2 separate regions of the Oryctolagus cuniculus genome follow, and region 2 is linked to region 1. The links are chromatin contacts, called in public Micro-C maps. All regions are on one chromosome and are shown on one strand. The core of a region is the stretch at or near the end of the contact, and the rest is flanking DNA. Distances in the headings are between cores, read along the strand shown. Region 1 overlaps CBL (Cbl proto-oncogene). Region 2 holds the start of CBL (Cbl proto-oncogene).

Evidence for each region. A called contact is a pair of places that touch in the nucleus more often than the background predicts.
Region 2: a Micro-C map of ear pinna shows a contact between it and region 1, with 9 times the contacts expected there. The contact joins the promoter of CBL here to the enhancer-like site in region 1. A contact is called at or near these places in 2 of 6 Hi-C or Micro-C datasets (ear pinna and an unstated tissue).

Annotation. Positions count from the first base shown.
Region 1 is chr1:111,032,610-111,040,267 of mOryCun1.1, reverse strand. CBL (Cbl proto-oncogene) reads left to right here. Exons shown (of 16, transcript XM_051837710.2): 10 at 5,380-5,511; 11 at 5,599-5,976. It also overlaps the pseudogene LOC138847650. Among named protein-coding and RNA genes, the nearest start is that of MCAM, 28 kb to the right of the region's middle. Within about 2 kb of position 4,132, at least 2 of the 8 cell types and tissues checked have an H3K27ac peak or open chromatin away from gene starts, as enhancers often do.
Region 2 is chr1:111,106,005-111,112,800 of mOryCun1.1, reverse strand. It overlaps CBL (Cbl proto-oncogene), which reads left to right and starts at 4,341. Exons shown (of 16, transcript XM_051837710.2): 1 at 4,341-4,802. The coding sequence starts at 4,608.

The sequences.
Region 1 (7,658 bases), core at 2,883-5,382:
TGTGTTCTAAAGCCATAGACTCTTGATGATATCCAAGTAAAAGGGCAATAATAGCTGGCTTTTCAAAAATCATTTTTTTTTAATTTGAAAGGCAGAGTGATGGTGAGGGAGAGGGAAAGAGAGAAAGAGTGCTTCCATTTGCTGGTTCACTCCCCCAATTTTTTTTTTTTTTTTTTTTTTTTGGCGTCTCAACCGCGCAGGAGGGCGGGGGCGCAGAGGGGCAGAGCGGGGCGCGGGCAGGGGCGGCGGGGCCGGGCGGGGGCCCGAGCAGGGCTCAGGCGAAGTAGTTGATGTAGATCCTGTCGGGGCTGACGCGCAGGCGCTCGGACAGCAGGCCGCACAGCAGCTTGCTGTAGGTGCGGTTCTGCGCGCCGCCGATCTTGCCGATCGCTCGAGCCGCCGAACGCCATGATCTGGTCCGGGACCACGTGCACCGCGATGTACTGGGCCGGCTTGCCCGTGGCCTGCGCCAGCTGCTGGGTGAGCTCCGAGAGGAGCCCGTCTGGCACGGAGGCGCGGGGCACGTTGGTGTTCACGAGGAACATCGAACATCGGCATGGTGGCTCTCGGACGGCGGCCCTGGAGCAGTGCCTCACTCCCCAAATCTTTCAACAGCCAGAGCTGGGCCAGGTCAAGGCCAAGAGCCCAGAACTCCATCCAGGTCTCCCACATAGGTGGCAGGGACCCGGGGATTTGAGTTGTCTTTCACTGCTTCCTCAGACACATTAGCAGGGAGCTGGATCAGAAACAGAGCAGCCAGGACTTGAAGTGTGGTGTTCTGATAGGGGATGCCAGCATCACAAGCAATGCTTGTGTGACACAGCATCAGCGCCACAATGCACTTACTTTAATTCATAGTCCTTACAATAAGGCTTTGAGTCGATACCATTATTATCTTCATATTAACAGATGAAGAAGGGGCCGGTGCTGTGGCGTAGTGGGTTAAAGCCATGACCTGCTGGTTTGAGTCCCAGCTGCTCTGCTTCCGATCCAGCTCTCTGCTATGGCCTGGGAAAGCAGTAGAAGATGGCCCAAGTGCTTGGGCCCTTGTACCTGTGTGGGAGACCCAGAAGAAGCTCCTGGCTTCGGATCAGCTCAGCTCTGGCCATTGAATTCATCTGAGGAGTGAACCAGCGGGTGGAAGACCCTCCCCCCCTCTGGCTCTACCTTTCTCTCTAACTCTGACTTTCAAATAAATAAACAATAAAAATCTTAAAAAAAAAAAAAACAAAAACAAAAAAACAAAAAACAAAAAACAGATGAAGAAACCAAGGCACAGAGAGGTTAAGGAATGTGCTGAAGATCACACAGTGAGTGAGTTGAATCTGGGTCTATGGCCAGGCATTCCAGCTGTGAGGCCCACATTCTTACTGTGTACCTCAGAATGGGGCTTCTGCTCATAGAGCTTCATGCAGAAAATGGCGCAGTTAAAGAATTAGCCCTTATTTTACCTCTGTGATTAGGATATGTTGTTCTTTTTTTCTAATGGAGTCTCAGCATTAGAAAATTAGTTAAAAAAAAAAAAAAGAAGGCACTACCAATCAAACAAATGGCATCTGAGTGCTTGGAGACTGGTGGGAAGTACTGTACCACGCAGAGGCTTCGTGACCAGGAAAGGCCCCAGGGAAGGCAGGGACGGGATGTGAGGAAGTTAGGTTATATCGCGTGGTGGGATAACTGGGAATTGATCCATGAGTCTTTGAAGTCGGGCAGTCCTTGAAGATTGTGCTAAATGTGGGGCAAACCAGATTCTCTAGTTTAGGATGTTATCAATTCTTGGCCTGCATTTCCTTGATACAAAAGAAACTTTGCTTTATATCAGCATCTAACTGGGTAGCATATAATAGGTGATCAGTAAGCATGTTAAAAATTGTTTATAGTTTTATTTATTTATTTGAAAGAGAATGACTAGAGAATCTCTGATCTGCTGGTTCACTTCCCAAAAGCCCCCAACAGCTGTAGCTGGGTCAGGCTGAAGCTAGGAGCCAGGAACTCCGTCTGGGTTTCCCACATGGGTTGCAGGGACCCAAGTACTTGGGCCATCATGCTGCCTCCCCAGTGCATCAGAAGGGAGCTGGATCAGAAGCAGAGGCGGGACTTGATCCTAAGCGTTCTGATAATGAGATGCGGGTGTGCCAAGTGTGAACTGCTGTGCTGAGAGACCCACCTGAGAGAATGCTTTATCTCTTCAGTGGCTGGATCCAGTTCGTGTTGCCTTGTCTCAGGTGCTCCTGCTTCTCGAGTCGTGGGCTGCTCCATGGATCTGAACCTCTCGCTCCTTTGCCTCACACACATTGACGGCTTTTCAGTCCAATCCACCCTCTTTTCCAGGTCCAGGCACTTTGCCTGAAACTCTTCCACTTTGTGTTTTGTGGTCTGGCCAGGCTAATCCACTTAAAATCTCTCCCCTTTTTCTCTTGGTGGTTTCTGTGTAATTTAGCTTCGTTTCCTAGGAAACCTTGCCCGGCTGTACCCTGCAGCCCTATCCCCATTTTACACACACATCTACGCAGAAGCTAGGCCCAGCCCGATGTTTCTGGGGCCTTGTGAATCTGTCATAGAACTTAGCACCTTGGAACATTTTATTAAAAGTATTCTCATCGTGGGGCTGGCGCTGTGGTAAAGTGGGTTAACGCCCTGGCCTGAAGCACTGGCATCCCATATGGGCCACTGTTCTAGTCCCGGCTGCTCCACTTCTGATCCAGCTCTCTACTGTGGCCTGGGATAGCAGTGGAAGATGGCCCAAGTTCTTGGGCCCCTGAACTCACATGGGAGACCCAGAAGAGGCTCCTGGCCCTGGCTTTGGATCGGCGCAGCTCCAGCCGTTGTGGCCATCTGGGGAGTGAACCAACAGAAGGAAGACTTCTCTCTCTGTCTCTCTCTCTCTCTCTCTCTGTAACTCTTTCAAATAAATAAAATAAATCTTTAAAAAAAAGTATTCTCATTGTAAGTTCCTAGATTTATCAGTAATGAGTAGTTGAGGAAATGTGGCCTGTTTGAACAGTACGTTTTTTTTTTTTAAACTATGTATTTATTTATTTATTGACAGGCAGAATTAGTGAGAGAGAGACAGAGTGAAAGGTCTTCCTTTCCATTGGTTCACCCCCCAAATGGTCGCCACGGCCAGTGTGCTGCACCAATTCGAAGCCAGGAGCCAGGTGCTTCTCCTGGTCTCCCATGGGGTGCAGGGCCCAAGCACTTGGGCCATCCTCCACTGCACTCCCGGGCCACAGCAGAGAGCTGGCCTGGAAGAGGGGCAACCGGGACTAGAACCTGGGGTGCCGGCGCCGCAGGCGGAGGATTAGCCAAGTGAGCCGCGGCACTGGCCACGATATGTTCTTTGTATTTGGAGTTGACAGTTGTTTGTCTTGGCCCCTCATAGCAGGTTCTTTGTCAGTATTTAAAAGGTTCATTTGACCACTAAAGCAGTTTTATGTTCTTAGGTAGATGCTGTCTTCAGTTGTTAAAAGTTTACTGGTAACTCTTGGAATATTAGGGAAGCTAAGCAGTAAGATAAAGAAGTCATGATGATTTATACTTGTGTTTATTTGAAATTTAAAGACCTTTTTTATGATATTTTAAAAGACTTATTTATCTGAAAGTTGGAGTTACACAGAGAAAGGAAGAGACAGAGAGAGAGAGAAAATGAGAATCTTCCATCTGCCGGTTCACTCCCCAGATGGCTGCAACAGCTGGATCTGGGCTGGACCAAAGCCAGGAACCTGGAGCTTCTTCTGGGTCTCCTACTTGGGTGCAGGGGTCCAAGCACTTGGGCCATCTTCTGCTGCTTTTCCAGGCCACAGCAGGAATCTGGATCGGAAGTGGAGCAGCTGGTACTTGAACTGGCGCCCATTTGGGATGCTGGTGTTGCAGGTGGCGGCTTTACCCACTACACCACAGTGCTGGCGCTTTCATATTTTTATAGTCAGGCAGTACAGTGAGCCTTTTTCAGTTTTGGTCTGGGTACAAGTTACATATTTTGGGGTGAGTAACCTCCATGTTTAGTTTGAAGTAGCAATATGATTAGCTAACCCTCTGCACATAAGAGAGAGACAGAGACAGATGGTGAGCAGAGAACCTTCTTGAACAAACGCAGGGAGGTCAGAGCAGCAGTGGCACCTGTTGGGGACTGTGGACATCCTATTGGTGGTGGAGGCCAGACTGAGAGATCTGGAAAAGCCAGCCCCGAGAGAGAGGTCTGATGGGATAAGAACCTGGGAATGGCTGATGGGTTTTGAGTTAGCGACTGTTGAGGAATGGCAGAGCTGATTGTGGTAAGAGAATTTTGTGAGAAGAGACGGTTGAGAGGGTCAGTGATGAGGTGTTTGTGCTGAGTGGGAGTTAGCTTCACTGCTCGTCTGACTCTTAGTCCTTGGCGTGTGCTGCTTGGTGTTGACTCTTACTGCTTTGTGCTCTGCCGTGACGCCGTGTTTCTTACACACGAGTGGAAGCTAGTAGCTGGTGATGAAGGCCTTCTTTTCTCCCGCTGGCCAGCCAGCACTGACAGGACGCAGGAGGGGGTCGTGGTTTTCCTGTCGCCTTGCAGTAGTGTCTATAATGCGTGTTTGCTGCTGCCCGTCAGCGCGGCTTCCTGTTAGGGAACTGCACGTGCAACATAGCATTCCAGAGAAGTCCCAGCCCTCCTCTGGACAGCTTCCTTCCTTCCGCCAGCTTACCACTGTTCCTTGCCCTGGTCCAGGCAGGCACTGCAAAAAGCTGCACGTGCATTGTTTTCCTAGGTTGGCACCTCACTTTTTAGAACATAAATTGACAGAAAATAGTAACCCATTCTAGTTACCAAGTTGAAATAATTTATGTCTGGGGAGTACTCAGGATGGATGTTGGTGATATTGTGGATCGTTTTCTCTTAGAAATCTCTGTCTTTTTCTTTTCATCAGAATAAGCCACAGAAAAGTTACTGTCTCTGCTTGCTTATTCTTCCCCCTGAACATTTCCCCACGTGGTTTGTTCAGGGACTGGTGCCCGTCCCATTCTTTTTATATAGGTTCTGTTTCTGATCCTGCAAAGATTTTTTTTTCTTCATCCAAAGAAAGTAGTAGAAAACTGTGATACTGCTGAAAACTGTAAGTGAGGGAACTTTGTCAGCACTGCCGTTTCCAGATGGATTTGCCTGTAGTTTGCCACCTACATGGTATTTCTGTGATTGAGAGTGCCCTCTTATGGTGACAGAAAATAGTGCAGTAAGGGCTAGAATCTGTACGTTTCTGAGTTTTTAAAAAACGAGGGGTTTGTGTGACCCAGGCCTGTCTGGCCTATTGGTAGTCACAGTCCGTGTTCACATCTGCAGCCTTGGCAGGAGTTGACTGATGCCAGTTCCCCCAGCCAGAGCAACCTGGTTATACAGTTTATTTGTTGTAGGTGGAGCGACCTCCGTCTCCGTTCTCCATGGCCCCACAAGCTTCCCTTCCCCCAGTGCCACCACGACTTGACCTTTTGCATCCTCGAGTGTCTATTCCTCCAAGTGCTTCTGGCCTTGGCACTGCTTCGAAGGTAAAGCATTACCCATCTCTGCAGTCTGCCGAGTCCTCGCCGTGCATTAGTGGGCTTCATTGATTTCCTCCCGTTGTGCTTCCACAGGCTGCCTCTGGCTCGTTGCACAAGGACAAACCGCTGCCAATACCTCCCACACTGCGAGATCTTCCGCCACCACCGCCTCCAGACCGGCCCTATTCTGTTGGAGCAGAAACCCGACCTCAGAGACGCCCCCTGCCCTGTACACCAGGCGATTGTCCGTCCAGGGACAAGCTGCCCCCTGTCCCCTCTAGCCGCCTTGGGGACTCATGGCTGCCCCGGCCAATCCCCAAAGTACCGGTAGCTGCCCCAAGCCCCAGTGACCCCTGGACAGGAAGAGAATTAACCAACCGGCACTCACTCCCATTTTCCTTGCCCTCACAAACGGAGCCCAGGGCAGAGGTTCCCAGGCTTGGAAGTACATTCAGTCTGGATATTTCCATGGTGAGTCTTAAGTTTGAAATTATTTAGCCTGTTACTGAATATTTATGGGTGATATCTTAGGGATCAGAGTTTTATATGATAGGTTTTGCATAGAATCCAGAGATAACATGAGGGCACTTCAGGAAGTTTGTGCAAAATGAAACTAAAAAATCTTTTTTTGGTGCAGAAAAAATTGAGGCATTCACATGTAGTTTTTTCTAACGCACGTTTTCCCTAAGCCTTCCGAAGACTCCTCCTAGAGCATAATCCCCGTCCTCCAAAAGCGTGAGTGTGAGTAGAGCGAGTGGGGGCCAGCTTGTGGGTGTCTTCCTGTGGTTGCTGTGGCACTAGAAAACACGCAGTTTAGAAAAGGAGACATGACCTCCAGCCAGAGCCACCGTGAGGGCCTGATGGAGAGTGGCGTCCGAAACTCAAGTCTTCTTTGGAAAATGGATCGGAGCCCCAACAGAGAGGTGTAAGGGGTATTGTGGCATGATGAGTAGGTCGACTTGAGTGGAGCAGAAATGTTGTGGTTAGACAGGACCAGAGGCAGTGGTAATACTAGATTGGAAGACCTTGGATACTCCTTCCCAAAAGCATTTGAATTTAGTTGGGTGGGCAGATTTTAAATTAGTGAAGTGACATGAGCAAAATGATGAATGGGGGAGATAATGTAGTAGTGTGTGCAGGATGGTTAAGAAGAGAGGAGACTGAGAAGGGCAGTGGTCTTTCCTCTAAGCACATAGGGGTTCTAGAACTAGGGAGATGGGAGAGGAATGTTTGGTCTTCTGTTGGTTCACGTATGCACTCACCAAAAAATCTTGCCTTCACATTTGTTTTCTAGTGGGAGGAAAACAGTGTAGAGTGAGTAAGATCTGTAGTCTGTTCACAGAGAAGACTGTTAGGAGAAAAACAGCTCAGGTATAGGGAGAGCTGGAGCTGGGGTGGAAGGCACATGGAGGACCCCCCTACGTTTCTGAGCCAGAGGGAGGGTGGGCTGTGCTGATCCTGGGAAAGATTGTTCCAGAATGAAGGGGAAGCAGATGGCAGAGTGCATTTAAGGAACATCCAGGGGTTTAGTGTAGCTGCACTAAAGGAGCAGAGGGTACATTGCCGTCGGTAAGTAGAAGCGGGCAGACGGAGCAGTGCCCTGGAGAGCATGAGTCGGATGCAGGAAGACTGGGGAGGGGAGTAGGCAGTGGGTGGAGGCCAAGGCGGGAAGTTGCACCCATACTTGCTGAGGTTTTCAACCCAGCTACCTGGGGACGGGCTGAATGTGCGAAGCGCCGCTGATGGAGGAATCGGCAAGTGGGAGTCTGTGACCCGACCACGCCGGGGTGGGAGCGTGCCGTGCAGAGCCGTGGCACGAGAGAATGGTGTGCACTTGGTTGCTGGGACGGGAAGGGAGCGGGTAGCTGGCATCCATGTGGTAGCAGTCTGCTGTGACTGTGGTAGCAGCGACGGAGAATGACCATTTTGAGTTTGGTTGTAGATTATTTAAACTAGAAATGGTGTTTGTATCGATAGCTAAACAAAAAAACACCTGTTCCCCTGACTCACTCTAGATCTGTCTCCCTAACCCTTATATTTGAACGTTCCTCAGAGCCGGAAAGAAAGCGTGCCTTTGTCAGTGCGATGAGCCCTAGGCAGGGCACTGACAGAGAGGGCTGTGTCTGTGTGTTGTCCTTGTTGACTGAATAGAT
Region 2 (6,796 bases), core at 3,092-5,591, 72 kb before region 1:
ATTATCTCTGGGCAGTGTGGGACTGAGTCCCTTTTTGAGGTACTTCCTAGCATCTCGCTAGAGTCACAGTGGTTGGGAAAAATGAGTCTGAGGAATAGGGACTGTCAGGGGGCCAGTGTTGTGGTGTAGTCGGTAAAGCCGCTGCCTGCCTGCAGTGCCGGCATCCCATATGGACGCTGGTTCAAGTCCTGGCTGCTCCGCTTCCAATCCAGCTCTCTGCTATGGCCTGGGAAAGTAGAAGATGGCCCAAGTCCTTGGGCTCCTGCACCCATGTGGGAGACCCGGAATAAGCTCCTGGAACCTGGCTTCGGATTGGTGCAGCTCTGGCCATTGAGACCATCTGGGGAGTGAACCATCACTCTCTCTCTGTCTCTACCTCTCTCTGTAACTCTGTCTTTCAAATAAATAAAAATAAATCTTTAAAAAAGTATATAATCCTTTGAAATCATTATTGTGTTTTTTAATAGTTTTATTCTTTCTTCTAGTTTATTTATTTATTTAAGATTTATTTATTTCAAAGGCAGAGTTACAGAGAGACAGAGGCAGATGAAGAGAGAGAGAGAGCCATCTTCCATCCACTGGTTCATTCCCCAGATGGCTGCAATGGCCAGAGCTGTGCCCATCTGAAGCCAGGAGCCAGGAGCTTCTTCTGGGTCTCCCACACATGTGCAGGGACCCAAGGACTTTCCCAGGCCACAGCAGCACTCTATCTTTCAAATAAATAAATAAATAAATCTAAAAACTCTTTTTTTGACAGGTAGAGTTATAGACAGAGAGAGAGAGAGAGAGAAAGGTCTTCCCTCTGTTGGTTCACCCCTCAAATGGCCACCATGGCCGGCGCATCACTGATCCAAAGCCAGGAGCCAGGTGCTTCTCCTGGTCTCCCATGCGGGTGCAGGAGCCCAAGCACTTGGGCCATCCTCCACTGCCCTCCCGGGCCACAGCAGAGAGCTGGATTGAAAGAGGAGCAACCGGGACTAGAACCTGCACCCATATGGGATGCTGGCGCCACAGGCAGAGGATTAGCCAAGTGAGCCATGGCACCGGCCCAAAACTTTTTTAAAGTTTTATTTTTATTTATTTGAAAGGCACTGGGTGGGTGGGTGGGGGGCTGGTGTTATGGCATAGTGGGTAAAGCCTCCCCCTGCGGTGCCAATATCCTATGGGGGCACCGGTTTATGTCCTGGCTTCTCCACTTCCAATCCAGCTGCCTGCTAATGGCCTGGGAAAAGCAGCTGAAGATAGCCCAGGTGTTTGGACCCCTGCCACCCAGGTGGGAGACCCAGAAGAAGCTCCTGGCTTCAGTTGTCTAGAGAGTAAAATAGTAGATGGAAGATCTCTCTGTAACTCTGATTTTGAAAGTAAATAAATAAATCATTTTTTAAAAGGCAGTGTGTCGGAAGGAGAAAGAAAAATATTTATCCCTTGGTTCACTTCCCAAATGGCCGCAGTGGTTGGAGCTGGGCCGGGCTACAGCCGGGAGCCAGGAACTGTATCCAGGTCTGCCATGTGAGTGCATGGACCCCAGCACTTGGCCCTCCTTCCACTGATTTCTGAGGCGCGTTAGCAGGAAGCTGGATAGAAGCTGAGCAGCCTGGACTCTTAGCACTCAGGAGTGGCATGCTGGCAACTTAGCTCACTGTGCCACAGTGCTGCCGGCTTCTTCTAATCTTGAAACGTGTTTTCCATTTATCCTCCCTCCAGAACCACCTCCCTCTGCCTTGAAATTCAGTGTGGGTTCCTGTGCCCCTCCTGTGGGGACTTTTCCCATGGAACGGTGTGTGTCTCCTTTAGCTGGTGAAGGAAATTATCCCGAGGCTAAGGATTATGGGATACAAGCACCGTGTCGTGTCAGAGGGGCATTTCCTTTCCAAGTTCGTTCAGTTAACTGACGTTCAGGTGCAGAAGGAGGATGTGGTTTGGGGTGAAGTGGCACCAGATGAACCAGCTCTAACAAAACCCAGAGTGGGAATAACGTCGTGATCAACAATTCAACACCAGCTCTAGGACATTTTTTGTTTTTTATTTGCAAGGCAGAGTTATAGAAAGAGAGAAGGAGAGACAGAGAGAAAGGTCTCCCACCCATTGGGCTCATTCCCCAAATGGCCACAACAGCCGGGGCTGGGCTGTTCGGAAGCCAGGAGCCAGGAGCTTCTGGATCTCCCACGTGGGTGGCAGGGGCCCAAGCCTCTACCACAACCCAGACACATTTGCAGGGAGCTGGATCAGAAGTGGAGCAGCCAGGACTAGAACTGGGCACTGCGGGTGGTGGCTTAACCTGCTACGCCACAACGCCGGGCCCCTCTGGGACATTTTTGAAAAAAAGCCAAATAAAAGTTGGGAGAAGAAGGTTGCTGTTTTCGCATGAACCCCATCTTTGGAAAGCTCACTGTTGTAGGACTCTGTCCTGAACGGAGCCTACCCATGGGGCATTCTGAAGAGGTACAGTGGAGCCAAAGCCCACTCTTTCTCTTTGATTCAAGTAAGACAGACCAGCCATACATAGGTTAGAAGAAACATGATGTGCTGCATTGGAAGCAAAATGAACGTGATCCATCTCCAGGCCATGCAGAGCTCACTGGAGCTCACTATATGCCAAATGTGTAGTGCACACCTGGACAAGCACACACCCGCTCCACAGGTCCCTGTCTTAGCTGAACATCGTCCGACTCTGAAAAACAGCCTCCTGCATGCGCACTGCGCTAGGTACTGCAGAAGATCCAAAGGCCAGCCGGCACTGCACATGTTAAGGCGCAATGGGTGTAAGACATGAGTGGGTATGCAAATCAGAGAGGGCAGGGTTGCTTGCAGCTGGAATGTGTGGCCAGGACAGTATTCCAAGTGGAGCTTGAAGAGTGGCTTGGATTTTAGGTGCACACTTCGGGCAGGCTGCTCTGCGTAGTGGTGGGGAGAAAGAATTGTGGTGCAGTGAGTGCCCCATTGAGGGACATACGGATCAGGGAATCGTATAGAAGTAGAAGGGGCTCACTCTGCAGTTAGACCCCCACGGGAGTTTTATTCTGGAGATAACGGGGAATCCCTCGGTGGATGCTTCTGTTTCCAGGTGCGAACTGATCAAAGGGCATTCTACTGATTAATAGGAAGTGACGCTGACTCCAAAGTCAATCTTAGATAAAAGCGATTGCTTAGCAAGAGTAGGACGTCCGGCTGCGAGGCCCTTGAGTTCTAAGACGCTGTCCTCTCCTGCAGAGCCCATGACAACTACTTGAGGCCGGGTCGGCTGTCCAGGGCTTCGCGGAAGGGCGGAGCCGGGCAGAGCCGAGCCCGAGACACACGTGCGCCGGCCAGCGCCCAGAGCCGAGGCCGGGCGCAGCGAGTCGGGGCGGGGCGCGGGGCCCCTCTGGAAGGGAAGTTCCTATTTTCGAAGTTCTCCCAGCGGAACTTTTAGAGAAGTGGAAGTGCCTGGAGCTGCCTTCTGTCCCCCGCGCTGCCGCGGGCTCGCAGCTTTGGGGGCGGGCCCGCCGGACCTGCGGTGCGGTGCCGAGCCGGGAGCGAGTCCCAGAAAGGGAACCAGTCTCTGCGGAGCAGAGGGGGCGAGAACCGAAAAAGGGAACTCTGCTTGCACGAGGTCAGAGGGCCTGAGTGTCGCAAGCCTCTCTGGGGCCTAGGGACGGCATCCAGCAGCCCGCAGCGCGCGTGTTCCTCGTCGTTTTCCTTTTTAAAAGTTTTATTCACTTATTTGAAAGGTAGAGCTGGAGAGAGCCAGAAGCTTCATCCAGGTCTCCCACGTGGGTGGCACCTGAGCCATCTGCCGCTGCTCTCCCAGGAGCATTAGCAGGGAGCTGGATCGGAAGTGGAGCAACCAGGACTTGAACTGGGGCCCATGTGGGATGCAGCCGCCACAGCGCGCGCCCCCCAGTCGCTTCTTAGTGAAGATTCTTAAATACCAGTGGGTGGGGAAACCACCCCCACCATTTTCCCACCATCTGAAGAAGCCAATAACTCTAGGCCCAACTTCCTCATCGTGCAGGCGTAGGGAGAAGGCCTCATGTGAAGAGATTTTCCGTGGTCACCTGCCCTAATTCAGACACGCCGGGGACCCACGGCCGGAGCGCCCACCACCTCCAGCCCATCCTGGGCACCGAGGGCTCGGCCCCTGGCCTAGTGCGCAGACTCCGCGCTGTCCCTCCCTCCCTCCCTCCCGGCCGCCGTTCCCCGCTTGTCCAGCAGAGGGCGCAGGCGCCAAGGCTCGGCTGGCCCCGCCCCGGCCCGCCCCCCGGGGGTAGAGTCGGTGGCGCGGGGGCGGGGGGCGCCGGCCGCGGAAACTTGGCCGCGGTTTTCCCGGCGCTGCGGGCACGCCGGCGGCTCGTGCGCGGGGTCGCTGCCGGGCCCTGAGCGGCCGCCCGCTTCCGCGAGCTCGCTGCTCGGCCGCCGGCGCGCACCCGCTCTCGGGCTCGCGCTCTCGGAAGGGGCGCGCCCCGCGCTCTCCCGGCGCCGCCCACTCCCCTCCCGGCGGCCGCTCCTCCCTCGGCCCGGAGAGCCGGCGGCGGCGGCGGCGGCCGGGAGAGGCCCCTCCTTCACGCCCTCCTTCTCTCCCTCGCTCGCAGCCGAGCGGAGCCGGCTGGGCCCGGGAGCGTCCCCGAGCCATGGCCGGCAACGTGAAAAAGAGCTCTGGGGCCGGGGGCGGCGGCGGCTCCGGGGGCTCGGGCTCGGGCGGCCTGATCGGGCTCATGAAAGACGCCTTCCAGCCGCACCACCACCACCACCACCACCTCAGCCCCCATCCGCCGGGCGCCGTGGACAAGAAGATGGTGGAGAAGTGCTGGAAGCTCATGGACAAGGTGAAGGCCCGCGGCGGACCGCGGCGCGGGGTGGGCGTGGGCGGAGGGGCCGCGGGCGGCGAGGGCGGACGGAGGAAGCGGGGGGAGGGGCCGGCCGGGCGAGGCCGGGGCGCCGTGGGGCCGCGGGCCGGGGGCCGGGAGACAAAGCCGGGGCGGGGGCTGCGTGGACGGTGGAGCCGCGAGCCCCCGGGGCGGAAGTGCCGCGGGGGTGCGGGGATGTGGGTCACGGAGCGGGCCCCGGGAGACGGGCGGGAGGGGGCGCGGAAGTGTGGGATGAGTGGCCTGAGGAGTCGGGGTGCGGTGCTGCGCGATGGCCTGGGGAAGCGGGGTGCGGTGTGTTCTCATTCAGATGTTAGCGCCGAGGTGGGAGAAACGGGATCTTCCAGTGGGCCCGGCTCAGGTGTCTGTCAGCCTCCGGGACTCGCGGATTTCACCGCGACTGAGGGGAGAAGCCCCCTCCGCCGGGCGCGGGGTCCGGCGGGGCCGTCCGCGGGCCGCTGCTGTCGGTGGCGGGCCTGCAGGACCTGACTTGGACGCCTGGCGTTTGAACCGCTTTGCTTATCCGCTTCATTTTTTTTTTTTTTTTTTTTTTTTTTGGAAAAAACAGAAGCAAACGGAACCCCTTGATATTTAGCCGCTGCCAGTGTGTCGTGAGACTTTGACTTCCTTATCGAGGTGCCTGAGAACGCAAGCCGGCGTGGGTGCTGGCGCTGGGAGGCGTGCGGGCGTCCGCGCAGGGCTTCGCTCTCGGTCGTGCGCCGGGGTAACTTACTTTGGCAGGGTGCGTGCTGCAGAGGGCCGGCGTCTGGAGGGAGCTGGCATGGTGTTAGTTCCTCTGGGGTGCGCTTCGTTTTCTTTGGTTCCTCTCTGGGCCTAGGTTCCTCTTCTGTAAAGTTCTTCATAGGTTGTTTTGGACTGGAAACAGCTAATAAAAAGGTTATGAAGCCCTTGGCAGATGTAAATGTGCTATATAAATGCTTACTGAGTCCCGTAGTGCATACCAGTGGTTTCAGAGCCACTTCTTCAGGGCTGGTATCTCCCAGGCCAGAGGATTCTGTGTAATGTAACAAGTGTTTCTATGTTGACTATCAGTGGTGTAATAGTGATTTCATTATTAGAACTTGTCATAAAACCATGACAGAAGGTTGGGTGTGCTGACATCTTTTAAAAAGTGTGTCGAATCTATTCAGAATCTGCAGTTTGAAGGTTTGCGTTTTACAGATTGACCATTAAGCACTCAAAAGATTCTTGTGGTGTAGAAAAAATGAGCATTTTTAAGTAGTTTCTCACAGAAGATGGTGGTGCGGTAGATCAGAATTTTATTGATTCGTGCCTTCTCCTTAAAAGTAATACATTTTTTTAAATTAAACTTGTGTGTTTCTGTAAATAAAGGATGTATTACAGAGAAGATAGTTCAAATAAAATTCTCCCCTAAGTTACTCTCTCATCTCTTTAAAGGTGATGCATTTTGATTCCCGCAGAATGTTTAATTATTTGGAAAGGATAAAGACTCAAAGTTTTGAGGCAAAACTACTTTTTAGGTTTTGATAGTTTTGGCCGGCACCGCAGCTCAATAGGCTAATCCTCCGCCTTGCAGCGCCGGCACACCGGGTTCTAGTCCCGGTCGGGGCACCGGATTCTGTCCCGGTTGCCCCTCTTCCAGGCCGGCTCTCTGCTGTGGCCCAGGAGTGCAGTGGAGGATGGCCCAAGTACTTGGGCCCTGCACCCCGTGGGAGACCAGGAGAAGCACCTGGCTCCGGGCTTCAGATCGGTGCAGTGCGCCAGCCGCAGCGGCCATTGGAGGGTGAACCAACGGCAAAAGGAAGACCTTTCTCTCTGTCTCTCTCTCACTGTCCACTCTGCCTGTCAAAAAAAAAAAAAAAAAAAAGAGAGGTTTTGATAGTTTTAGAAGGGGTTCTAACTTTTTCTTTTTAGTGTAGGGAGAGATACGTTTTGTTTTCTTTTTAAGATTTATGTATTTGGACCAGCACCGC